Linked DNA regions of Mus musculus: regions 1, 2 and 3 are each linked to region 4. The links are chromatin contacts, called in public promoter capture Hi-C maps. All regions are on one chromosome and are shown on one strand. The core of a region is the stretch at or near the end of the contact, and the rest is flanking DNA. Distances in the headings are between cores, read along the strand shown. Region 1 holds the start of Ssrp1 (structure specific recognition protein 1). Region 2 holds the start of Zdhhc5 (zinc finger, DHHC domain containing 5). Region 3 holds the start of Zc3h15 (zinc finger CCCH-type containing 15). Region 4 holds the start of Dusp19 (dual specificity phosphatase 19).

Evidence for each region. Promoter capture Hi-C pulls out the DNA fragments that hold promoters and counts their contacts.
Region 1: a promoter capture Hi-C map of cranial neural crest shows a contact between it and region 4. The contact joins the promoter of Ssrp1 here to the promoter of Dusp19 in region 4. A contact is called at or near these places in 3 of 39 promoter capture datasets (cranial neural crest, maxillary cranial neural crest and pre-B cells).
Region 2: a promoter capture Hi-C map of maxillary cranial neural crest shows a contact between it and region 4. The contact joins the promoter of Zdhhc5 here to the promoter of Dusp19 in region 4. A contact is called at or near these places in 2 of 39 promoter capture datasets (maxillary cranial neural crest and pre-B cells).
Region 3: a promoter capture Hi-C map of pre-B cells shows a contact between it and region 4. The contact joins the promoter of Zc3h15 here to the promoter of Dusp19 in region 4. A contact is called at or near these places in 2 of 39 promoter capture datasets (cranial neural crest and pre-B cells).

What each region holds. Positions count from the first base shown.
Region 1 is chr2:85,033,602-85,039,471 of GRCm38.p6, reverse strand. It overlaps Ssrp1 (structure specific recognition protein 1), which reads right to left and starts at 2,352. Exons shown (of 17, transcript NM_182990.4): 1 at 2,144-2,352; 2 at 1,503-1,678; 3 at 934-1,119. The coding sequence starts at 1,556. P2rx3 (purinergic receptor P2X, ligand-gated ion channel, 3) reads left to right here and starts at 3,638. Exons shown (of 12, transcript NM_145526.2): 1 at 3,638-4,291. The coding sequence starts at 4,173.
Region 2 is chr2:84,712,761-84,718,919 of GRCm38.p6, reverse strand. It overlaps Zdhhc5 (zinc finger, DHHC domain containing 5), which reads left to right and starts at 3,756. Exons shown (of 12, transcript NM_144887.4): 1 at 3,756-3,937.
Region 3 is chr2:83,643,203-83,649,052 of GRCm38.p6, reverse strand. It overlaps Zc3h15 (zinc finger CCCH-type containing 15), which reads right to left and starts at 4,475. Exons shown (of 10, transcript NM_026934.3): 1 at 4,326-4,475. The coding sequence starts at 4,400.
Region 4 is chr2:80,615,558-80,621,449 of GRCm38.p6, reverse strand. It overlaps Dusp19 (dual specificity phosphatase 19), which reads right to left and starts at 4,236. Exons shown (of 4, transcript NM_024438.4): 1 at 3,844-4,236; 2 at 210-256. The coding sequence starts at 4,066.

The DNA of each region.
Region 1 (5,870 bases), core at 1,103-3,602, 4.4 Mb before region 4:
CCTCTGAGCTTTGTGGGCACCGGGCATGCACATGGTGCACAAGCTAGCAAAGCCTCATACAGATAAAATAAATACTTTTTAACGAATGAAAATTATTTTTTAAGACTTATTTATGCCAGACAGTGGTGGCACACACCTTTAATCCCAGCACTTGGAAGGCAGAGGCAGGTGGATTTCTGAGTTTGAGGCCAGCCTGGTCTACAGAGTGAGTTCCAGGACAGCCAGAGCTACACAGAGAAACCCTGTCAAAAATAAATAAATAAATAAATAAATAAAATTATTTATTTTATATATGAGTACGCTGAAGCTGTCTTCAGACACACCAGAAGAGGGCATCAGATCCCATTACAGATGGTTGTGAACCACCATGTGGTTGCTGGGAATTGAACTCATGATCTCTGGAAGAGCAGTCAGTGCTCTTAACCACTGAGCCATCTCTCCAGACCCTGAAAATATTTTTTAACAATAACCACAAAAACTTTTTTTCTGGGCCTCTGGCTAAGAGTAGTAAAGAAACTTAAATTCCCAGATACATGCATCACCTGAGTTTCTAAACTTTGTGTAGGTGATCTTTTGATGAAAGTGAATATTAAAACCAAGTAACTCAAAAGCAGCTCAAAATGGAAAAGCAAAATCCTAGAGCACCAAGCTAAGATGCTGAGCCAGGACAGAGGGAGCAAGTGGAAACCATGGTATAAGTTAAGATGGTAGAAAACCTCCTGGAGTCCAGGTACACGACACGTGTACTGAATACACAACACTGTTTTTTTTGTTTGTTTGTTTTGTTCAATAGTCTCCAACAGCCTTGCTTCGAGGAACCCAAATGAGCAGTAACATGATTATCAGAGAAACGCCAACTGTCTCTAGAAGATTAAAAATAAAAAAAGACAAGGCAGTTACAAAGAAAGTGGGTCACAGAACAAGATCGCTCACCGATTCGCGGAAGCCATCGTACTTGTAGACATGCCCATTCTTTGTGAGCAGTTTAAGCCCATGGCCTAATGCTACCCGACGCCAGATGCCTTCTGTCAACTCCCCAGCCTGGATGTTGTCCACTTTGCCCGTCTTGCTGTTCTTAAAGATGATACCCTGACGGCTCAATCGAAGCCTCCCATCATTCTGCCCAAAATACAGACCCAAAATCAGAACAGGGTAGTGTGTAGTGGATCCTTTCTACCCCTTACCCATGGGATGCAGGATGGCCAGAGTATCAATTGAAAAGCGGTCGTGGTGAAATCAAGTTAAAAGACACAACAGACATTAAGTCTAGACTGCAAGCTTGGCTCTGGCATCAGAAACCCTGTAAGGGCCCCAGTTTCCTGGTTTTCTAATACAACTCAACAAACTCAACATCTTGCAACTCTTTGAGACTTTGCTCACGTTTTCGCTTGGGGGACACACTGATACACTGTTTCCAAAAAAGTAGTCAGAGTTAAGCTTTTCGTTCATAGATTCGAACTCTTTCCCCCTCTCTGCCTTTCTTTTGCCCAAGCCATTCTCACCATGGACCCTTTCACCTCCTGGAAGATGTCGTTGAACTCCAATGTCTCTGCCATGTTCACCTGCCCGTGGTGGCCTGAGCACACAGCCCTAGGCTGCACCAGAGAAAACGAACCCTTCTCTGGATGCTGTGCCCCAATTCCTGGTTAGTTGTGTAGATGTCCAGCAGGGTGGGAATCTGAATTCGGGAAGGAGACTGATAAGCAAGAAACAACGCCACCTTACTCCGCTCAGCCATGTACCTGGTATGTCTCAAGTTCTTTGCTGCCTGGGGATCTTACTGACCCGTTCTGCAGGGCTCCTGAGGCCAAGGCCCAGGACCCTAGGTGCAGAACCAGGCCTATAGTGGCGCTTACACCCCAACCCGACACCCTCTCGGTACGTTCCACGGACAGGCACGGCAACAATCGGCGGAACCTGAGACCCGCTCAGAGAGCGCACCTCAACTCCGCTCAGAGGGTAGTGTCCTGATCGCAGAGACCCCACCACCCCGGGGCCCCGCGTGAATCTACGTTTCTCCCCCTTCTTTTAAAATGGATTCGCCCATTGCCCGCGAATTTGAACGCGGATCGATCCATTCCGATCGTCCCGCGGGGGAGCGGGGCCCATGCACACCAGGGGCCCAGGGATCGCGACCACCCACCTCTAAGAGCTGCAGCCTCGCGACGGCACAGTGAGGGCGGTGGGCGCAGGGGGACGCAGGGGAGGGGGTAGGGATGCGGGGGAAGGGATGCCGGGGAAGCTTTTCCCGCGTGCGCAGCCCCGCGTCCCGCCACCGGAAGTCGCGCACGGACCATAGAGAGGAAGACTTGGCTAGAACGGCATCATCCGGGCCGACCAACGGGTACATTCGCCTAGAGCGTCGGCACTCCCCCTGGTCGGCTAAAGCGAGAGGCTTGCTATGGAATCCCACGCGGCTGAATTCTTGACTAGAAAACGGGAACACTCTTTAGAAAGTTACAAGCTGCTCTTCAAAGACTAGATTCCGAAGGGAAATTATGCGGTTTTATTAGGTGTTCAGGTTTGTATGTTTGTTGGAATCATGCACGCCCCTCCCTCCTGTGAAATAATCTGGGAAGGAGTCTGTTGAACAAGAAAAATACAGAGGTGTAGCCCCACTAGCTGCAAAGGAGATGCGGGTGTCGGCGATTGTGCTTGCTTTCCAGCTGTACCCTGGCAAGTAGATCAGATCCTTTCTGCAGTGAGTTCACCTACCCCCAACACTATCCTGTCCATATCCCTAATTTGTGGGTTCTCAGGAAGAGCCTAGCAGATGGCTGCATTAAATTCAAGTGGTGGTGTCGGATTTACCTTTGAGCTAGAACTTACTTGAAATCACATCAGCCTACGTTGGCAGAAGCCCGGATGGCCTCACATAGCACCGGAGTGCATCTTGCAAAATCTGAAGCCAGGTCTGACAGAGATGCTTGAGTTTATCTCATTTTACAGATGAGAAAAATGAGACCACAAAAGATTTGCGACTGGGTGTCAGTCCATTACCATCAAAACTGGAACCTAGAACACAGACTCTTTAACATCAGCCTTTTATAATCATGAGGGTTCAGGGTTTAGAGTGATTGCTAGCATATGTCCTACACAAAGACAGGATAAGCCCACAGTTTCCCTGAAATATCACTGCACTGACTTGCTAACTCAGTCCTGGGATATGATATAGATAAAAATGTGTTTTGTCATTCGGTGCTTGTGGCTTTAACCACTATCATTGCTAGCACTATTTAGCTAAGTCAAACTGGGCTTAAGACATAATGAAAACCTATTAATGCAGCACGTTTCTAGGATCTGACAAAACTGTTGAAGATCGTTAAAATAGCCCAGCCTCTTAGGAGCACATACCCTAACAAAAGATTTTAATAACTTCGGGGTTTAAAAAGAGAGGGAGTTCAGTAATTTCTGTGCAACTTGAAGAGTTGCAACCAACTAGAGTTAGAAATAAGCGACTTTCCGCTTTGTAGTATTACAAATCTGTAATCACAACACTCAAAGACTGGGGCAGGAGGATTGTGAATTTGAAACATGGCAACATAACAAGTTAGACAACATAATGAGATGCTGGAGGGCAGAGAGGAGGAGATGGTAAGAAATGCGTGTCTTCCTCCCAGGAGACACAGAACTGTCAAGAACCCTTTCTCCCTATTTGTGCTATTAGATAGAAATCGACAGACACTCAAGAGTGGAGTTCTTGGCTCAGGCAGATGAGCTAACTCAAGAGTGGGCAGTTACAAGGGGCTTTGGAGAATACAAAGCAGCTGGTGAGCTGGGATAGAGATGCCGCGTAAGAGAACAGAATAGAAACAGTAGACAGAGTGCAGATGAAACATAAGTCCCAGAGGGCCCTAGCCAGCTGCATCTCAGGCAATCTGGAGCCCGGGATTGGAGACCCCACCCCTGCTGTGACATCACAGGGGAGTGGAGTGAAGATGAATAAAAAGGTGGTCCACCGCCCTGGCCCTGGACTGTTGGCTTCTAGAGTGTCAAGAGGAGAGACGAGGCACTGGACTACAGTTGCCTGGCTTATAGGAACTGGCTCTTTTCCTCAAGCCCCATTAAGCAGCCCACTCCAGTTCTTGATCTCTGTCTCCCAGTCCTGAGGTCTTTTCTCTCCTTGGGCTGCATCCACAGCCTTTCTGGGTGGCTGTGAGCACTTTCTCAGTATGAACTGTATATCAGACTTCTTCACCTACGAGACTACCAAGTCGGTGGTTGTGAAAAGCTGGACCATTGGGATCATCAACCGAGCCGTTCAGCTGCTGATTATCTCCTACTTTGTGGGGTGAGTCCATGGTCCTTCGGATGGTGGGACAGAAGGGCTACCTGATGTCCTTCCCTCCCTCTCCCAAGGCTGCTCTGCAGCTCCTAGACCCTCTTCTCTGGGAAACACTTTGATTTGTGGGAGCCATGTCCTCAGGATTGGCCTCTGCCACTCCCATCTAGACCCGTCTCAGGTGCATTATTTTACCCAGAATCTCTTCCAGGATTCTAGACACATACGCCAAGAATATGAGTCCATTCCCTGGTTAAGAAAGGACCCATATGGTCCATCTTCCCAGACCAAAACAAAAACAAAAACCAAGTCAGACCCCTCCCCACATTTCCCCATTCCCCTCCATTGAGTCTTTAGAGTCCCAGAAAGATAAAGGAACGCAGGAAGGAGGAATGAAAACCAGGGAGATGGGCTGATGTGTGGAAGAAGAACCAGCTAGAGAGGAAAGGGGAGAGCTGGCTTTAATGTAGACTTAGGAATTTCTTCTTGTCATAGGGCTAGATGGTGAGAGGTTAAAAAGCAAGAGACATCTGTTCTTGGAGAGCAGGAGAACTGCCCCCCAAGCTAGACAGAGGCACAGACACACTCAAGGGAAGACCTGCCCAAGAGAAAGGTACCTTTTCTGACTTAGTGTGGGGCTTTTCCCCAGGAATGCAGAAATGATACCTATTGTTAAACAGCATAAATTCTCGCCTCACTCTGTGTCATAAGACACATGCTAGGGGTTGCTCAAGGACCAGCCAGATCCCAACACCGCCCTCCTGCACACATACAAAGGGACTTTGGCAAACAATGGCTGGGAGGAAAGCACGGGTCTGTCCTTCTTGCGGTCATTTCTACACACTGGTTGGCACCAGGAAATGCAGGCAGAAACCTCAAGGGTTTTCTTTCCTGGCTTGTGGGTCTGTGGTCGCTTGCCGTTCCTTGAAACGATGAGTCTGTTTGTGAAAGACAGCCACTGACTAGATCATGAGTTAATTCAGGCAAATCAAAGAGTATGTCCTGTGTGCTTGCAGCTGGAGCTGAAAGGTGGGAGTAGATAGATAGATGGGCAGATGTGGTTTTTCATAGTTCTGTTCCTTGGGTTTGATGAGAGTCTGTAGGCTTTAGTATAGCATTGTGGGGACATCAGAAGGAATTCAAGCTATGGAGTCGGATTAAATGGCCTTGAAGCTACTTTCCTATGTTGAAGTTTTGTGAGAAATGTTTAGATGTTCCATGTCCCTTTCTCCAAATTTGGCTCAAAACTGGTTTTTTGTTTTTTTTTTTTTTTGGTTGGCTAGTTGGTTAGCTTTTGTTTTGGAGACAAAGTCTCATCTATCCAAGGTTATGGACTTACTACACAGGTGAAGGTGACCTTGAATTCTTAATCCTCCTAGTGCTGAATTGCAGGTGTGGGCCACCACATCCATTTTTATGGCTGGCTGAACCCAGGACTTTGTGCATATTAGGTCAGCACTCTGTCAACTGAGCTACATCCTCAGCTGGTTCTTAAGCCTTCTGTGTGCACATATATATTCAGTGCCTTGATTGTTGATAGCCACAGGATGGTATATTGGTCCAAATGAAAGAAAAAGCTTTTCAGCAC
Region 2 (6,159 bases), core at 2,507-5,006, 4.1 Mb before region 4:
GATCCCAAAGCATTGGTATGTGTCGAAGCTTTGAAAAGTGTAGTGTTGGAATGGTGGAGCCACAAGCCCAACTGAAATAGATTGGGGAGGCCAGGTGCAGGTTCATCTTCCAAGAAACTTTTGTTAAGAAACGGGGTGGAGGGCTGGCAAGATGGCTTAGCAGCTAAAGGCACCTGTTGCCAAACCTGACAGAAAACTCACTCCCATAGTTGTCCTCTGACCTCCATACACGTGCCACTACTACCTCACAAAATTAAAAAAAAAAAAAGCAAAAAAAAAAAAAAAAAAACCAAAAACATGACCTCCATACATGTGCCACTACTACCACACAAAATTAAAAAAAAAAAAAAAGCAACAAAACAAAACAAAAAAAAAGAACAAAAAACAAAAACACCTAGGGGAAAAATTCAGTAAAGGGGATTTAGCAGATTCAGGTTCTGCCAAGGCTTCAAGGCCTTGCAAATACTAAGCCAAAACGCTGCCTTTGAGCTTCATCCCCAGTTCCAGGGAGAGTTCAATGAGGGCAGGGAGTAAAGAGTATTTTAATGTGAAGAGGTTAAAAATGCATTAATTGCTGGGCAGTGGTGGCGCATGCCTTTAATCCCAGCACTTGGGAGGCAGAGACAAGCAGATTTCTGAGTTCAAGGCCAGCCTGGTCTACAAAGTGAGTTCCAGGACAGCCAAGACTATACAGAGAAACCCTGTCTCGAAAAACCAAAAAAAAAAAAAAAAAAAAAAGCATTTATTGCTACAATGCCAAAAGAAAGTATTCTTTTTGCTAAGTTGACCTGTGACACTGGTTGGCAATTTATAATCATGAGAAAATTCAAGGGAAGAGAGGATTTGAAAAAGCATAATGACACTAGAGAAAAAGCGTTAGGTATTATTTGATATATTTGTCAAAGTAATTTATTTCAAATATGATGATCTGGATAATTAATACATTGTTTTAGTCTTCATTTTACTCTGGACTATTTTTCAGAAGTCATCTTATTAAAAAAAGAAAAATGGAATCCTTGTTATGCCTTGGTGTCTTTGCTCCTTTGTGGGTTCTTTTTTGCCACCTTCATTCCCCACCCCTCCCACCCCCCAGTTTCACCTCCTATCACTAGATAGGATAGAAAGGACAGAGAGAGAGAGAGAATCTTAATTTCTTTTTTCTTTCGTTTCTTCTTTGAGCACTACTACTAACAAACCACAACCTGAATGACCAACAACCACCAATACCAGGGCGCTAGCATTTATATACCCTCTGAAAAGTTCCTAGAATTCCAAACATCACACAATCACAGAAACTGTCTGGAGCTGGCAAAACCATGCCTCTGATAATGCACTGGGCAGTCAGTCAGCTGCTGGAGAGAGTCCAAAGCAGCACCTTATTCCTACATCTGGAATTAAAAGGAAAACACAGTCTTATATTTTTGTGTTTTTTAAAGAAACCAAAATCCAGCAGGGCGCGGTAGCAGAGGCAGGCAGATTTCTGAGTTTGGGGCCAGCCTGGTCTACAAAGTGAGTTCCAGGACAGCCAAGAGTATACAGAGAAACCCTGTCTCAACCCTCCCCACCCTCCAAAAAAAAAGAAACCAAAATCTAAAATTGTCACTATATCTTGGGACAGTGATTATGCTTCTGCTAGTGCTCATCCAGCTAAAATTAGGCTGACAATCCAGTAGTCTAATGTCCCTAGTGACCCTGAGGTATTCAGTACCTCTGGTTGGATGATGGAACCCTTTTTCCATTTAGTATGCTCTGGCCAAAAGACATGATGATTCACACAGGTCTTTGTAGAAAAATTGGGTTGGCAGGATGGGTCAGTGGGTGAAAGGACTTCCTAGGCGTGACTGACAACTTGAGCTCCTATCTGTAAGCCAAGAGAGAACCAACACCCAAAAGCTGCCTGAACTCTGTCTGCCTTCTCTCTCTCTCTCTCTCTCTCTCTCTCTCTCTCTCTCTCTCTCTCTCTGTCTCAAACAAATAGTTTTCCTATTTAAAAAGGTAGGAAAATCAAGAATGCTTCACTTGTTAAGTAGAGAAAATAAAGCTTTAAAATCCTAGAGAAATAAATGAAATTTGACCCATCTTAAGGAAACATTATTTTATAGGCAGAATATACTTGATAGGGTAAATGTTGTACCTCCAAATAATACTTTAAAATTATTCATAATGCTGAAGATTTTTAAAAATTCTCTCCTTAGACCGCTCTATTGGCCGTGCTACCTACTTCCTCCATGTGTGATGTGTGAGCCACAGCCCAGGCCATACCACCATTCTGCCATGGTCTGAGAATTTACCCCACAGACGTCTTCGCCAACGGATTTTTCAAAATAAAGTTCCACTCCTTAAAACATGTATGCTCGTAACGGTTCCAATAAACGCTGCATTTAAGCCAGTAGTAAAAATGATAAGGGATAAGACTAGAGTCTAAAGAAAAAAGGGTAGATTTTTTTTTTTCTTTTCTTTAACTGGATGCCTAAGGCTGAAGTGTCAAAGTTAAATCAGTAACATTTGAAGTGAAGTCAAGGAAACAATGACAGGACTTGGAAATAACCCTGAACGAGACCTTCGCTTCAGGGAAGCGGCTCGGGGATATCTTTTTGAAGGGCTGTTATGTAACAGAGCTCCTTTACAAATGAGAGGTGGCCTGAAGCTGTAAGAGGAGAGCCCTATGGCAAAGCCACCGGGTCCACAGCCGTCTCGGCTTAATTAGGGCAAAATGTAGTGCCGCGATCTTCGGAGAGTTAGCCAGCAGCTCGCCAGGGACAGGAGCTATTCTAGAAAGACTTTTCTTTTCAGCCTGCTTTCTCAAATTGGGTGAGGTCAGGGCGCCCATTCCTCGTGTAGTCGTGGAGGTGTCTACGCCTCGCACCGCGCACTCCCAGTGCTTCACTCCATCGGCAAGCACTGTAAATCTAGGGATAGCAGCCGAGCTCCTTCATCTAACCCAGCCTTGGACAGAACCCTCTCCTCAGACTGTTCAATGGGCCGTGCGCCTCCTTCCTCCATAGGTGAGGCCATACCACCACTCAGGAATTCTGCCACGGTCTGAGAATTTACCCCACTGACGCTTTCGCCAACGGATTGTTTTAAATAAAGTTTCAGTCCTTAAAGAAAAAAAAAAAAAAAAAAAGTGTGTGTGTTGGAGGGGCTGCCCGACCGAATCCTCACACCAATGAATGAAGAGGCAAGGAAGGAAGCCGGAAAGGCTTAACGGTGATTGGCTATCGTAGATGCTTTTCAGGACTGTACCAGGCCAACTCGGAGGAGGCTGGTGAACTAAGAAAGGGCATCTGCTTGTTTTTGAGCACTTCCGGTACATACGTAGAATTTTTTTTGCTTAAAAGTTTTTCTTGACTACACTACAAATGGGAAAGCGGACAAAATAAGAGAAAGATCTCGCCAGACCAGTTCCTCGTCCCCAAACCGGCGCAGTTCGCCATGTCCCCTCTCCCGACCATCCAGCCAGACACGACGGCCAGGCGCGCGCGCTCCCGTGTCACTACGTGTTTGCGGCGCCGTGCCCCTGCAGCCAATCAGAAGGCGAGGTCGCCGCGGTCGCCCGCGGTCGCGCGCACGCTCTAGAGCGCCGTGGGGGCGGGGGTTAGGGGGTGAATGGAAGAGTGAACGGGGGCGGGCTCGGCGGCGCGAGCCGCATGAATGAGAAGAACGTGCCCCGCGAGAGACGTCGCCCGCGCCCGCGCCCGCGCCCGGGAGCCAATGGGAACGTCGTGAGGCTACAGACCGGAGGCTGAGGGCAGCGGCCGCGCGCCGGCCGCACAGAGGCGAGCGTCGGCCGTCGGGAGCGCGCGGCGGCGGGGCGGGCGTGGAGCGTGCGGGGGCCGCGCGCTGCCTCTCAGAGGCCAGACGGCACTGCTGGGAGGCGGCGGCGACAACGACGGCGGTGACAACGACGGCGGCGGTGACGGGCGCCGCGCCGGGGGTGAGTACCGGGGACGCTGGCCCCTGCGGAACCGGAAGTGCTGGGCTAGTGAGGTGGGAGGGGAGAGTGACCTCTAGGGAAGGGGGACCGCGGAGGGGAGGAGGTTAAGGCCCTACCCCTCCTCGGGCTGTACGGGCCCCGAAACGGACGCCCGCAGACTAAGAGAGCCGCGGCCGCCCGCCGGGGCTTGGACCCGGTTGGTGCCCGGCTGCCCAGTTGCGGAGCCGCCGCCCCTTCCTTCCCCGGCCCGCGGTTCTCTCAGCTCCGGCGGGCCCTGCGCGCGGTGGATTCCGTGTTTTCTGGGCCAGGGGTAGTCAGTCCTGCCCCCGGTGATGACTCCCACTGCTCCAGCTGCCGGCCGGGGACTGTACTCCTTTTACCGCTCCGCGGTTCAGGCCCCTCGCCCTACACTCCACTGGTCCTTATTTTGGTTAGAGCTTCGTCCTGTGGTTACCTGTTCTTTCTCCCATCCATCGGCTGCTTCTCCCTACCCCCCACCAGCCAGGTGCTCCATGCTTTTATGCTTTTAGTACTTTGTACTTTATTTTACAAGTAGGGCTTGAATGTATCTGACAGTATTTTATCACTAGCCGTCTATTCCTGGGGAAGTTTAAAGTTCCTTAACCAGTTGGCCAAATGAAACCACTAAAACGAGAAACAAGAAAGTGACTAAAGTTATTAGAAGTAGTCGTAGAATAGATACATGTTACATTGCAGACCATTTTTGTCCTCTTGGGTTTACTTCCTGGTTAATGCCATCTTGTCCAGGATAATCTTAGGTTAGATCTCCATCCTTTTATCCCAGTGTGAGCCTGCTTTGTATCAGACAGATCTGTCCGGTGCTCATGAATGCATACAAATTCATCTAGTGTTTGTAAGAATTCTATCGCCAGGTACTTGGGCACCTACGTCGATCTGTAATAATACTCTTTTTAAACTTCTTCTTGGATCTTTCCTTCATAGCATGTATTCATTCTTCTATATGACATCTCCATTTCTATATATTCAAATTTAGTGTTCTGTGCTATAAGGTTTGGTTATTTTAACAAATAATACATGTGCTGTCCACTGCACTGCTCCAAAGGAACTACTTATATCAAACCTTATGAAAGTCTTCAAACTACACATCTTGAATTGTTTGTTGTTGTTTTGAGACAGGATCTCTGTACATAACTGTTGCTGCCCTGGAATTCACTTTGTAAGACCAAGCTGATTTCTAACTCAGAGTTCTGACTTCCTGTGCCTCCCAAGTGCTGGGATTGAGGTCGAGAGCTACCACACCTGGCTCTGTATTGTTTGTTTTATACATACATATTTTCACTCAGTGATTTTTTTCCCCCTCAGTCAGCATGTGTCACGAACATTCTTGTCCACTTTAGTGATACTGTTGTGGATACACCAGCTTGTGACTGATGAACCACACTCGCCTTTCCGGTTTCGTCCCTTCTCTTTCTGCACCACATTCCTTTGATAAGACTTGGTGTGTTGATATTTATACCCAATAAATTATTTTATCTTGTCCCTTCTAATATCTATCTTAACATTTCAGACGATGGTCTCATTTATATTTCAGTATGCGGTTCCATAATTGCATGTACTGTACCGTGGCAGAATTAGTCTGTGTGGCTTTCGTCCTGTAGTAAATGTGACCTGCAATAGTATAGGATTCACTTTACGTAATAGTTAGGTAATTTTCCTTTTATCTTTGGAGTTTTGAGGGAAACGGTTCCTTTAATAATACTGTCTACAAATCAAATTTGCTTGTTCCAGTTGATAAAGATATTTAGGCCTAAAGTCAGGAAACAGAAATAAGCATAAAATCAGGACTAAATAGGATCTGGTTTTTAGTTGGACCATAGAAACTTAATGGAATCTTTGGGCCTTCTTTCTAATGTTACTTAACCCTCCCCCCTCCCTCCCTCCTTCCCCCCTCTCTCCCATCTTATTTATTTATTAAATTTTTCTTTTGGGACAAAGTCTTACTATGTAGCCCTTGCTGGCCTGGAAGCTATGCATACCAGGATGGCTTGGAGAGATCCACCTGCCTCTGCTTTTCTTTTTCTTTCTTTCTTTCTTTCTTTCTTTTTTTTTTTTTTTTTTTTCCCCAAGACAGGGTTTCTCTGTATAGCTCTGGCTGTCCTGGAACTCATTCTGTAGACCAGGTTGACCTCGAATTCTAGAAATCCGCCTGCCTCTTCCTTCCAAGCGCTGGGATTAAAGGT
Region 3 (5,850 bases), core at 3,226-5,725, 3.0 Mb before region 4:
GAGGTTGCACACAGGGACCTGGCAGCTCGAGAGCAAAGTATTTCCAACAGTAGTTTCTAGGAGAGGTATAAACTTCCAGATCTGAAAAGGGAAAACAACAAACGAAGCAGCAAGCTTCGAGGTTTAATCTCACTGCTTTAGTATGTAATCAACTATTTCTCTCAATTGTGAGCATAGAAACTTTGACATGTTTCAAAGTTCTATTTAAGAACATAACTTTGCTGGGTAACTGTGCTATAGGAAAAGTAAGTCCAACTTCAACTTTCTGAATTAGAAGATTTACAACAGTGAAGCACTATACAAAGTGGTTGAGAGCAAAGACTTGGGGCCCTACTTGCTGGGTTTAAACCTGGCTTCCTGATTGCCAGTTCAGTAACCTTGGACAATGTATTTAATCTTTGTGCCTGTTCTCAGTTGCATAAAAGGTACTAATACTTATCTGAGACAAATAAAGCAGCTTTGCATCATTTATACATGGCTTTCCCTTTGTCGTCACAGTATTGAGAAACTGAGAGCTGACTACCTGCCAACTAAAAATGATCTTTTTGAGCATATTTGATCTAAGCTCTTCCCACCACCAAAGCCTATGTTTTTTTTCAGAGCCATTCAGGTGAGAATGGTTTACCAAAAGCAGCCCCTCTCCCCCCAAGCCCCCACATGGATCCCATGCTGTCCTTAAACTGAATATATAGCTGAAGATGACCTTGAACCTGATTTCCTTGCTTCTATCTCCACAGTGCTAGAATTACAGAAACATTCCCACAGCCACCCAGTTCCTGCCGTCCTATAGAGTAACGTGGGGCTTCATGTGTGCTAGGCATGCATTCTAACTGAGCTACACCCCCAGTTACAAAGTCTTCTAAACAGAACATACTGAAATAACACTAGTACATCTTAAAAGTTGGATGGTTTACAACCTAAATTATCAATAAAGCCTTTCCCTGGGCTTGGGAAAAAATTTTACCTAAAAGTTGGCACAGGTTTAGGAGTGGGAAAGTATTAGGTAGGAAAGGGAGGTTAGAGTGAATCCGAAACTACAAAATAACTGAATGTATAAGGTTTCAAAAGTTACAGGGAAAAAGGGTGTATTTCAGTGGATGAATTCCGAAGACGATTGAAAAGGAGCTCAGAAGAGGCTGTAAGGAAAGGACTGCTTCCCTCTCCACATACCTAATTGTAGTCTTAACAACCCTGACCTCCTTTCTCCTCTGACCCTTAAGCAATCCTACTCCTTTTACAGGCCAGCTTCCGCTCCTTAAAGGTATTAAAAACGAAGCAGGAAAAAAGCCAACGCTGACGGTGTTCTTCTCAGGTAAGTAGGTTTTATTACTTGGGACCCTAGGGTAGGCAGAAGCTGACACCGCAATAACTCAGTAGTCCTGTCTCTGAAGACACAACCTAATATATTTTGTTGGCTATTTATGAAACAGAGACACTTTGCAAGTATTCAGCTTCAAGCAATCAACTGTGTACCTCAGAAGAAATTCACCAGCAACTAATAGTTTCTCAGTTCTCTTTACAATCCTGGGTCCTTTCTGCAGTCTAGATTACTATTCTTCAGAGCTGCATGTCCTCAGAGGACATATTTTTTTTTTTTAATCTGCTTGCCCTAAATCCAAACACACCCCCAACCCAAGTCAAGAATTATACTTATTTTTCTTTTGTTCTTTAAGACAGGATTTTGTACTGCACCCAAGGTTGACCTGGAATTCACTATGTAGTCTATGCTTGCCTCAAACTTGAAATCCTTGTGCCTCAGCTGCGATTACAGGCTCTGCTTAGTCTACGATCAGAATTTCTGTTGCTCAAAGCTGATTTCAAAGTATTATTCTGGCTGTAGGTAAACAAATGTTATATACTGTTTGGGAACAATATGTGAATGGAGAATAAAACTTCAACTTTACAATACTATGTGATATATTCATTTCAAGGAGAAAATACATACTCATAGTAAATCCATGATATCCCAGACAGCTTAAAAGAATAATAGGAAACACACATAATTTTCTTTTGTTTGTTTTATATGAAATTCAACTCAGAAGCCACAATATAAACTCACTGCATAGCTCCAAAAGTTGTCAAGACATGCTACGGTGTTAGAGAAATTATAAAATAAACCAAACTAGGCTTAATTCTATTACTGCATGTATTAGGATAATTTTAATCAATACTTTCTTTAAATGCACTTATCTTATTTGTTTTGCTTTTTTTGAAACTGGTTTCTCTGTGTAACAGAGCCCAGGCTGTCCAGGAACTTGCTTTGCAGACCAGGTTTGCCTAGAACTCTAAGATATCTACCTGTTTCTGCCTCCCCAGTAGGATTAAAGGTGTATGCCACCATGTCAGCATTAATGAATGTATCTTTGGAGATGTCTTCACTAATGAAAGCTAAAGTTGAGTTCTCTTTACTTCAAAAACAAAAATATTGCAACCACTAAAGAAACCAACCAACCAACCCTTCTTGACTAAGACTGTACAGAGCAGTGGTAGAATTCACCCCTAGAATGTGATGCCTTGGGTACAACCCCTAGAAAACCAACGAAATCTTGTTAGAGATGAAGGAAGACAAAATATATTCATGATTTTTAGGGCTAATAGACTATTATAAATAACTTTAATTTTGCTGTTGTCTTTCGATCGAGACAGGGTTTCTCTGCGCAGGCCCAGAGTCCTGAAACTTACTCTGTAGACCAGGCTACTCTTGAATTCAGAGCTCTACCTGCCTCTGCCCTTCTGAGTGTCATCTCCACTGTCAGGTGACAAAAATTAACGAAACAAAAAACCCTTTAGTCTCATTAATTAAAAGTGGTTATAGGTCCAAGTGGCCTGAAATACATTCTATAATGTTTTGTAACATTTATTTTTGAATGGAAATTTTACTGTTTTGTGGTCTATTTTATATTTATTCAATCTCAGTAGTTTGTAAGTAAAATGCTATTTCTGAATGTCCTTTGTTGGCACAATATTGAATTGCCACCAGATTATTATTCCCAGAGATTTAAGTCTCCCAAATCCTGATTTTTTTCTTCAGATGTAAAGGTGACAATTATTTTTCTTTCTTTTATTTTCCCTTGGACAAGAGTTTCTCTGTGTGCTCTGGCCATTCTGTAGACCAGGCAAACTGTCTACTGAGATGAAAGGCACACACCAGCACTGCTTGGCAACAGTTTTGCTTCCAGATGTTTGGCTACGGCAGTTCTACCTTAGAACTCCAACAGTCAGTAAATTATTAGATGTGTTCACATTAATTTTATTTAAATTAAATCAGCCAACTTTAACTACATACAATCTGACAAAAGATTAATCTCATTAGCGTGTATAAAGGAACCCTGGCGAATTCTCACTTCTATCTTTCAAGGCTATAACAATCAAATGTTGAAAAAAAACGATCATAAGCAAACATCTCATTTCGAAACCCCAAACATTCATTCTGGCTATTTTAATAAGAACGAGCCTACTAAAGGTTACTTTATACTCAGATGCTGTAAAATAGTCATCTTTTCTTCCAACTACATCCAAGTCTATGAGGTACCATTTACTTTTAAATGAGGATTAGTATGGAAGAAATACGTTTATCGAATGTGAAATTTCATTACCTATCTTAAGGAAACTCAAGTAGACAATCGTTGTAACCTGAGGAACATTTAAGAACATCAGTACCTTGCCTCACTCACTGAATGCCTACAAGTTCAATGCATTAAAAGACGCTCGTGTGTGTGTGTGTGTGTGTGTGTGTGTGTGTAGGTAAACTGGGAGCTCCCAATTTAACATAGGTACTGTGACAGAGCCTACGTTTAATTCAGACTCCATGTATGAACGAAGCATTCTGTACAAAACCGCTGGGCCACGCTTTTTGGGAAACCTCTGTTCTTGACACGAAAGTTTCCAGATGGACCAAACACCAAAAGAAACAACAACAACAAAAAAGTGGTAAATAGTCCGCTGGCTCTTGAAAATGAACAGCGCTACCTCTCACTGCCTGATAAAGAAAAAAACCAAACCCAAGGCGTCAGGTCAGTCAGGAGGGGCCTTCCAGAGCGCCACTCAGCTTGTTTTTTCAGGCACAGCCCGAGGAGCCGCGGAAAGTCGTGAGCATCGAAAGGCCGGGCCGGGGGTCCCTGGGCGGCCGAGTGGGCGCGGCGGGCGCGTGGGTGGAGACGCGGCGAGCGCGGGGGCGCAGCGGCCTCACTACAGCGATGAGGGGCGGCGAGAACCACTTCAGTCGGGGCCCACCGGGCCGGGCGCCGACACGTGGCCCCGGGGAGCCGCGCTCCGCAGCCCGGCGAGCCCCAGCCCGGTGCGGCGGGGAGGGGGAGGGGACGTACCTCGATGATCTTCTCCTTCTTCTTCTGCTCCGCCTTCTTGCTGCCCCCGGCCTGAGCCTGTTTCTTGGGGGGCATCGCGGAGGCGGGGGGCACCGGGCCGACTGCGACGCAGATGGCTACCGTCGGGGCGTCCGGCAGCTCGGCGGGAGCAGGAAGACCCAGCCGCCGCCGCAGCGCACGGAAAGCGACTCGCTCATTCGCCGCCCGGATGTGGCCTTTGCGACAGCACGGCGCCGCTATGCACTGTGGGGCGCGAGGCGAGGCGCCCGGAAGTGGAGCTGCGCGTGCGCTCCGGCTGCGCCGAGCCGGGAGGGGGCGTGGATGAGACGTGGGAACTGGGAAAGGCGCGGCGTGTGACGCCTCCTTTTGGTGAGGCGCTTGCCACTTGCTTGGCTTCGTCCTTCATTAGCACCGCGAGTGATGCCTCCTCACCTCACTTGTATAGACCCCTGGCGTAGAGAGTTCTAGATCTAGTTAGCACTGGACAGTACCATCTTGAGTAATCACGGAGCGGCTGCATCAATTATGAGCTACTGTCTTGTCCTCTGGAGGGGCAGGGTTGCAATGCAGCACCTTCAGTATGAAGTTGCGTAAAGAAATAAAGTTTCATTTGGAGATCGTCAGACGTGGAGTCCTAGTGGGTGAAATCCTTAGTTTCTCTTCAAGTCCTGTACTAATTTTAGGGGGCTGCCTTAACGATTCCGGAAAAAAAAAAATCACTATTTTACTATGTCAAACTAGCCTAACAGTATGGGCCAAGCCCAATTTAAGGTTAGTTTAAGTGTTTGGTAAATTCCATAATGACTTTACACACACGATTTCACTCATTACATCTACACTGAGGTACGAATGGTTAACTGTTAGCACTGTTTGAGATGAAACGCAGAAAGAAAGGTGGCTAAATGTAAAATCCAAGATAAGAATTTCAGCCTGGTTAGTCTTGCTTCAGGGCTCTGTTTATATTGTAGACTAAACCAAAAGTATGGCTTTTGATATGCAAATGAATCTACTATTTTTTATTCAGCCAAATACTGACTTTAAAAAAGCACACAATGAATGGCTGTTCTTTTGCATGGTTACTGTTTTACCTACATTGATTAACAGAAGAATCATCCTTCCAGAGAAGGGAGTTATTAGTTTTTCAACAATTTCATAAGCAGAAAACTACTTTGGAACCCTAATGCCACCATGAGGGAAATGGACAGTGTTCATCTGATGGCAACCAAAGCAAAAAGAGACACTTAGGGGCAGGGGACCCAATATTCCTTTCAAGGGCTTTCCCCAGTGATCTACTTCCCTTCATGTGTTCCACTCTCCCTAGGAGTGTCACCCAACTCAACAGGAGCCTTTGTGGAACACTGTGACAGTTTACTTTTCTGTATTATTTATTCTTCAGAAGTTGATTAAGAATTCCTGTAGTAGCAGAATGTAGTAATCTTAATATCCCCCTTTTTAGTGATTCATTTAATGTCTCTAATTTTAAAGAATTTTTTTATGGCAATCGTAAGTATGGAAAAGTTGTAAA
Region 4 (5,892 bases), core at 2,987-5,486:
TGAGAAGAACACAAAACTGAAAGGATGAATTACAGTCCTATATATTTAAAATAGATGCAATTATTTCAGCAATGCTACTAAAAGGATACCCCAAGTGATACAGATCAATCCAAATTATGCAAAAGTGAGGGATACAATCCTTCCCATAGAAGAATGGACATCTTCCTGTATGTGATGCCAGAGTTGAAATATCCATTTTCTTCATTTACCTTATGCTTTCTCAGTAGCTCCAGGTCATGAGCAGCATCCTGTGACCCTGAGGAAATAAATCATATTACCTTGAACATAAGTACAGTTATGGGAACTTTCTGTAATGATTCTCTTAAAAATCACAACAGAGGTGGGCTAGAGAGTCGGCTCAGTGGTTAAGAGCCCTGACTGCTCTTCCAGCGGTCCTGAGTTCAATTCCCAGCAACCACATGGTGGCTCACAACCATCTGTAATAGGATCTGATGCCCTCTTCTGGTGTGTCTGAAGACAGCTACAGTGTACTCATATAAATAAAATAAGTGAATAAAAAAATGTAAAAAAAAAAAAAAATCACAACAGAGGGGGTAAAAATGATTATGGGAAGAAACCAGCTTTGGGAAGGGAAATTTGGTAATATTCATCGTGGAAAATTATCTTTTATAATCTATGGACTTTCCCATTTTGAATAATTTACACTAAAGTCATAGGTGCTGCAGTGATTACCTCTCAGGATGTTCAACATATAACAAATAAAAACAAAACCAGCAAGCAAAACAACTCCTAGTCCAACAGAGGTGCTCAGAATTTAAAGATTACCATAGTGAGATCTGTCCCGCAATATGTACCACTGGAAACAAACATTAAAATAGGTAACACATGGCGATCATGTTCTCAATATATTAGGAAATAGAATTGCTTCAGGGGCTTGGGAAATGGCTCAGCGGGAAAAGTACTTTACTAACACAGGACCTGAGTTTAGATCCGTAATACACACATAAGCTCCAGGCATGCTGTGAAATAAACAATAGAAAATAAAAATATGTATTGCTGAATAACAAAGTACACCGAACAAAACACTAAACGCAGGGTTACAATAAATAGCCCTTTCTTTTATAAAAGAAAAAGAAAAAGGGTATTAAGGAAATCAGACACCCACAGAGTTCAGGGCAGCAGGAGAGGGAACACTCAGTAGCTTTGAGGTTCATGGGCTCCCACCCACACACTGTGTGCCGCTAGTGCTGTGCCTTTCACCGGCTCTTTCTATTGAAAATGGTTCTCTACTCTCCCACATTTGGAGACTGGCTCTAGTTAATAAGCAAACAATTAGCTGGGCGGTGGTGGTGCACGCCTTTAATCCCAGCACTTGGTTGGGAGGCAGAGGCAGGTGGATTTCTGAGTTCGAGGCCAGCCTGGTCTACAAAGTGAGTTCCAGGACAGCCAGGGCTATACAGAGAAACCCTGTCTCAAAAAACAAAAACAAAAAGCAAACAAACAAACAAATAAAAAAAGCAAAGAATGAATGACAGAGTATAGCAGGTTTCCCAAATGATCAAATAGGACATTCGCAATAAAGGATTTCGAGAATTTTACTTTTCTGTGGCTCCATTTCCATAAACAATGCTCTTTTCCATCCCCTTCCATATCTAGGAATCAGCCAGCTTCTCTCACATGATAACCAAGAGGTCACAAGCACACAGTGATTCCAAGCTGAGAGGCTCCTTACTAAACCTGGTCAGCAGAATGTGTGTTCTGCTTCTGTCTACTTGGAAGCTGGACTTCCAAAATATGAGCATTTGGTAAATATGTGTGGTGGGTACAGAAACTCTGTTCTCTCACCATCCTGTGACTTTTATCAATTGGAAATACTTCATGACTAAAAAGGTGATTCTCGGTTTTAACTGTGTTGGGATGGGTAAACAGGTTCAGATACATTAATTTTAGTTTAGTAGTTAATATATCTTTAAACTAATTATTCTATTCTGTTTCTATTTTAAAATAATAAAAAATTGTAACATAACTTAAATGAAATTATTTCCCTTTTCACCCTACACTGACTGCCTTGGTAATTCTCTCTCTGTGTCCCTGTCTCTGTCTCTGTCTCTGTCTCTGTCTCTGTCTCTCTCTCTCTCCATATCTGAAGCAGACAGGTCAGGTCGACTATAGTTGCTTTACTTTCTAAGTGACTTCCAAATTAAGACAATATTGATATAAACATAAATGCTGTGTATTAGGTGTGCTTGTGGCGTTGAAGCAAGTACTCTATCACTGACTCTCACTATGTTGCTCAATCCGACCTCACTCTGGAGCCCAGGCAGGCCTTGAACTAGTTACTATCCTCTCTCAGCTTCTGAGACAGCTCTAATTGCAGCCAATTAAGATTCTTTTTTTTTAAAAGTATTTGCTAATTTATTCACTTACTTTTTTTTCTGTTTATTGTGTACATAAGAGAGAGAAAGACAAAGAGGGGGTGAGAGGGAGAGAGAAAGACAGACAAAGGACAGACAGAGATAGAGTTGGTGATCAATTGTGGAGGTCAGAAAACGCTTGGGGGGGTTGCAAAGTATGAATATAAATAATCTCATTCTTAGATGAAGACATAAGATCTGAACTAGCCAGCTCAGCCAAAAGTCACTTCACTTTCTGCTTTTCATTGGTTAGAAGATGGTATTTTTCTTTTCTCTAAACTGCAAATTTTATCTGGTCCTATTCATTGAGTCAATCTAGAGAAAATGTATGTGACAGTTCTTAGGATACATGGTGGGACTTGAGTTTTGCCAAAAGAAAAAAAAAAATCACAATGCCAAAACAACCTTATAGGATGTCCCTTCAGTGAAAGCAGACAGGAGCTGGGGAGGTGTAGTGCCATGCACACACACACTACACGCGCATACACTTATGCACACATGCACACAAAATAAACAAACTAAAAAATAATGTAAGCAGATGGGTTTTTGCAGTTTTGAGAGGATAAATGAATTGGAACACCTAATGTAAGTCCAGCCTTAAACAACATAGTACTATGATGGTGTGCAAGAGTCAGTCAGACTTAGACCTAATCCCCTTGGACATCTCTGCTATTTACTGAATCTATTGCCTGTGCAAATTACTTAACCAATATTAATGCCAATTCCTGTTTGTAATATAAAGATAATCCCTATTTGAAGATCTTTAAAACAATTATATGCTGTGTATAGTTCATATTGTGGGTGTGTCTAACTCCTGGTTCTGTGTCCAAGTGTTAATTTCTCATTCATAAATGCACACCAATGCAGACTTATGGAACAGGCTGGTTTCTACAGAACACCATCCCAGATCAACAAGGTAACAAGTGAGTTCTCTTACAAGCTTGTTTCTTTTGTTATCTGTGGGCGATGCTTGTATACGAACTCAGTATTTCCATAGCACAAGAAATAAGACCATCGGGTTCATAGCTATGAAGCAGAAGCCCTGTGTTTAACACCCAAAGACAGGCACCACGAGCAGATGCAGCCACAGGAAGGACGTGTGCCCTCAACATCCCTTCAACAGCCAAGGAGCCACTTGCTTTTTGCATTTTTTTTAAAGGATATAGTCTTTTCTATAATACAAGAAAATACAACATCCCATTATCTTTTAAAGAAAGTTAGAAAAACAGAGGAACATTTCTTCTAAAACTCAATCATCAGGTGTCAAAGTGCTACTATGTTTTCAGAAGAAGGTTGTGCGGGCAGACACGTCCCTATTTTGTTCCTAACCTAAAAAAGTAAACATTTCAACTGTACATCAGGATAGCTGATATTATTGTGCATAGGGAATTAGTGTGCATAGGGGAAGCTGATGGCAAAGGAACCCAGCCTAGGACTCCACAAGGAAGTGGCGAGTCAGTCTACTCACCCAGAAGCAACCAGGGCTTAATAACGCCAACTTGCAGGTCCAAGGTAAGGTCCTGCACATAGCCACAACCACCCCCACCGCTGGGCTCTGTCTCCACAACATGAACTGTGGCATCTTCCCAGGTTTCTATAAGTTTCTTTCCAGTTAGCGTGGTCACCCTGGTGCACTGCTTCCTGAGATTATCCCGGGAGAATGCTTTGATTTCTTGGTTCAGGGAGTGCATTACATGAGCGGAGAAGGAAAAGCAGCAAGCTCAAGAAAAAAGAAATAAAAAACAAAACAAAAAAGGCACTGCACTGCTAGTCAGTCACTAGCCACTTACTGGAGCTGGCCCCTGCAGTGACAACCTCACCCCTTCCAGAGAAGAGCACAGCCCAGGCCTGCTTCCCGAGCACCGTTGTAAGGTGAGAGCTGATTGGCTGCTAAGAAACGGGCGCCGATTGGATGCCGTTTCTCATCTGACGGAAGTTGGGGGTCTTCCGGATCTATTCAGATGCTTTTTTATCTGGGCGTGTCTTCCTTCACTCTTGGTTTTTTAATCTTAGCTTAGTTTTGGACCCGGGGAGCGGGAGTGGGGGTGGGGGAATATTCATTGCTAAGACTCATTTGGAGAGAGCTGATGTCTCGTTTTTTCTGGAAGTGTTAGACTGGTTACGGAGATGACAGCAGCTGACCTCACGGCCTTTTCCCACCCCAGTGTGAGTCTCCTGTGGCTCACTCACAAAAGCCTAAGGCCCCAGGGGCTGCCCCTCGTTTCCTCTGCCTTCACTTTTTTCTCTGCCGTTAGTTCTAGAAGAAACATTGACTAGATAGAACCACTGAGTCTGCTAGTGAGGCTCCAACTGAATAGAATCTACATTAAAAAGTTGTTTTAAGTATATGTTTCTACAGACTAGCAAGGGTTAAAATATATGTGTATTCCTTCTTTTCAACGCCTTATACAGAGTAAATGGTAATAAGTCTATACGTAGTTGGGAAAAGCATAAACATTTACCAAACAGATGAATAGAATGACGATTCTGCTTACAAAAGACGATTGCTTTTTGCAAACGGGGACTGCAAGATTTCAACTGAAATTTTCCTTATTAACCCTTAATAAAATGGAATTTTAAGATCATTTAAGTACAGTGCATAACGTTAAGATTTAGAAAAATGTATTCTTCAGCACTGCATACAAACATTTTGTTGCTTTCGAAACAAAGTTTATGGGCTGAATTTTTGTGCCCCTTCAAAATGAGTTGGAATTATGAGTCCAAGTGTTCAAATATTTGGAGCGAGGACCTCTGGGAAATAATTAGTATTATATTAAGACATACGACAAGGTTAATGGCTTCATGAAAACTGTACTAGATGAAGCAAGATTAAGGAAGGATGTTGGGAGAAGTGGGTGTCAAGGAAGAGGAACAAACACACCAGGAGCCTTGCTTAGGCCAGCACCTTGATTTTGGACTTCTAGGCCTCCAAACCACAAGAAGTAAATTTTTCTTGCTTAAGCTACACAGTTTGTAGTTTTTGTTATGGACACCTGAGATATGAGCCAAAGTTTTTCTCCTTCAAATGGAGTTATCTGCCCACAATATCTACTGGGGATTCCAAAGTGAACTGTAAATTGTTTGCTTCATTTAGTTGACCACAGGCTCCTCAGAAACAGCTCTAACTATAAATCAATCCATGTATCTAACAATGAGCACTTAACTATATACCCAGCACTCTACTAACAAATTTCACATACTTAATGATATGCACTCGGCATATAACAATACTTTAGACATTATGTCATTTTACTTTACCACAAACTATATATATAGTTTACAACTGGAGAAACATGGTTTCTTTACTATGGAATGCTGCACTGCCCTCAAAATTACAGTAACTGTATTAACAAATATTAATTGAACTGGGTGCTGCATGGATTAAATACAGTAATAATTAACTCTGATTAATGCTGATTAATAATTAATAATGTATCAGCATCACATTAAAAAGAGAAATAAGCTGGGCAGTGGTGGCACACATCTTTAATCCCTGCAGTGAGAAGACAGAGGCAGG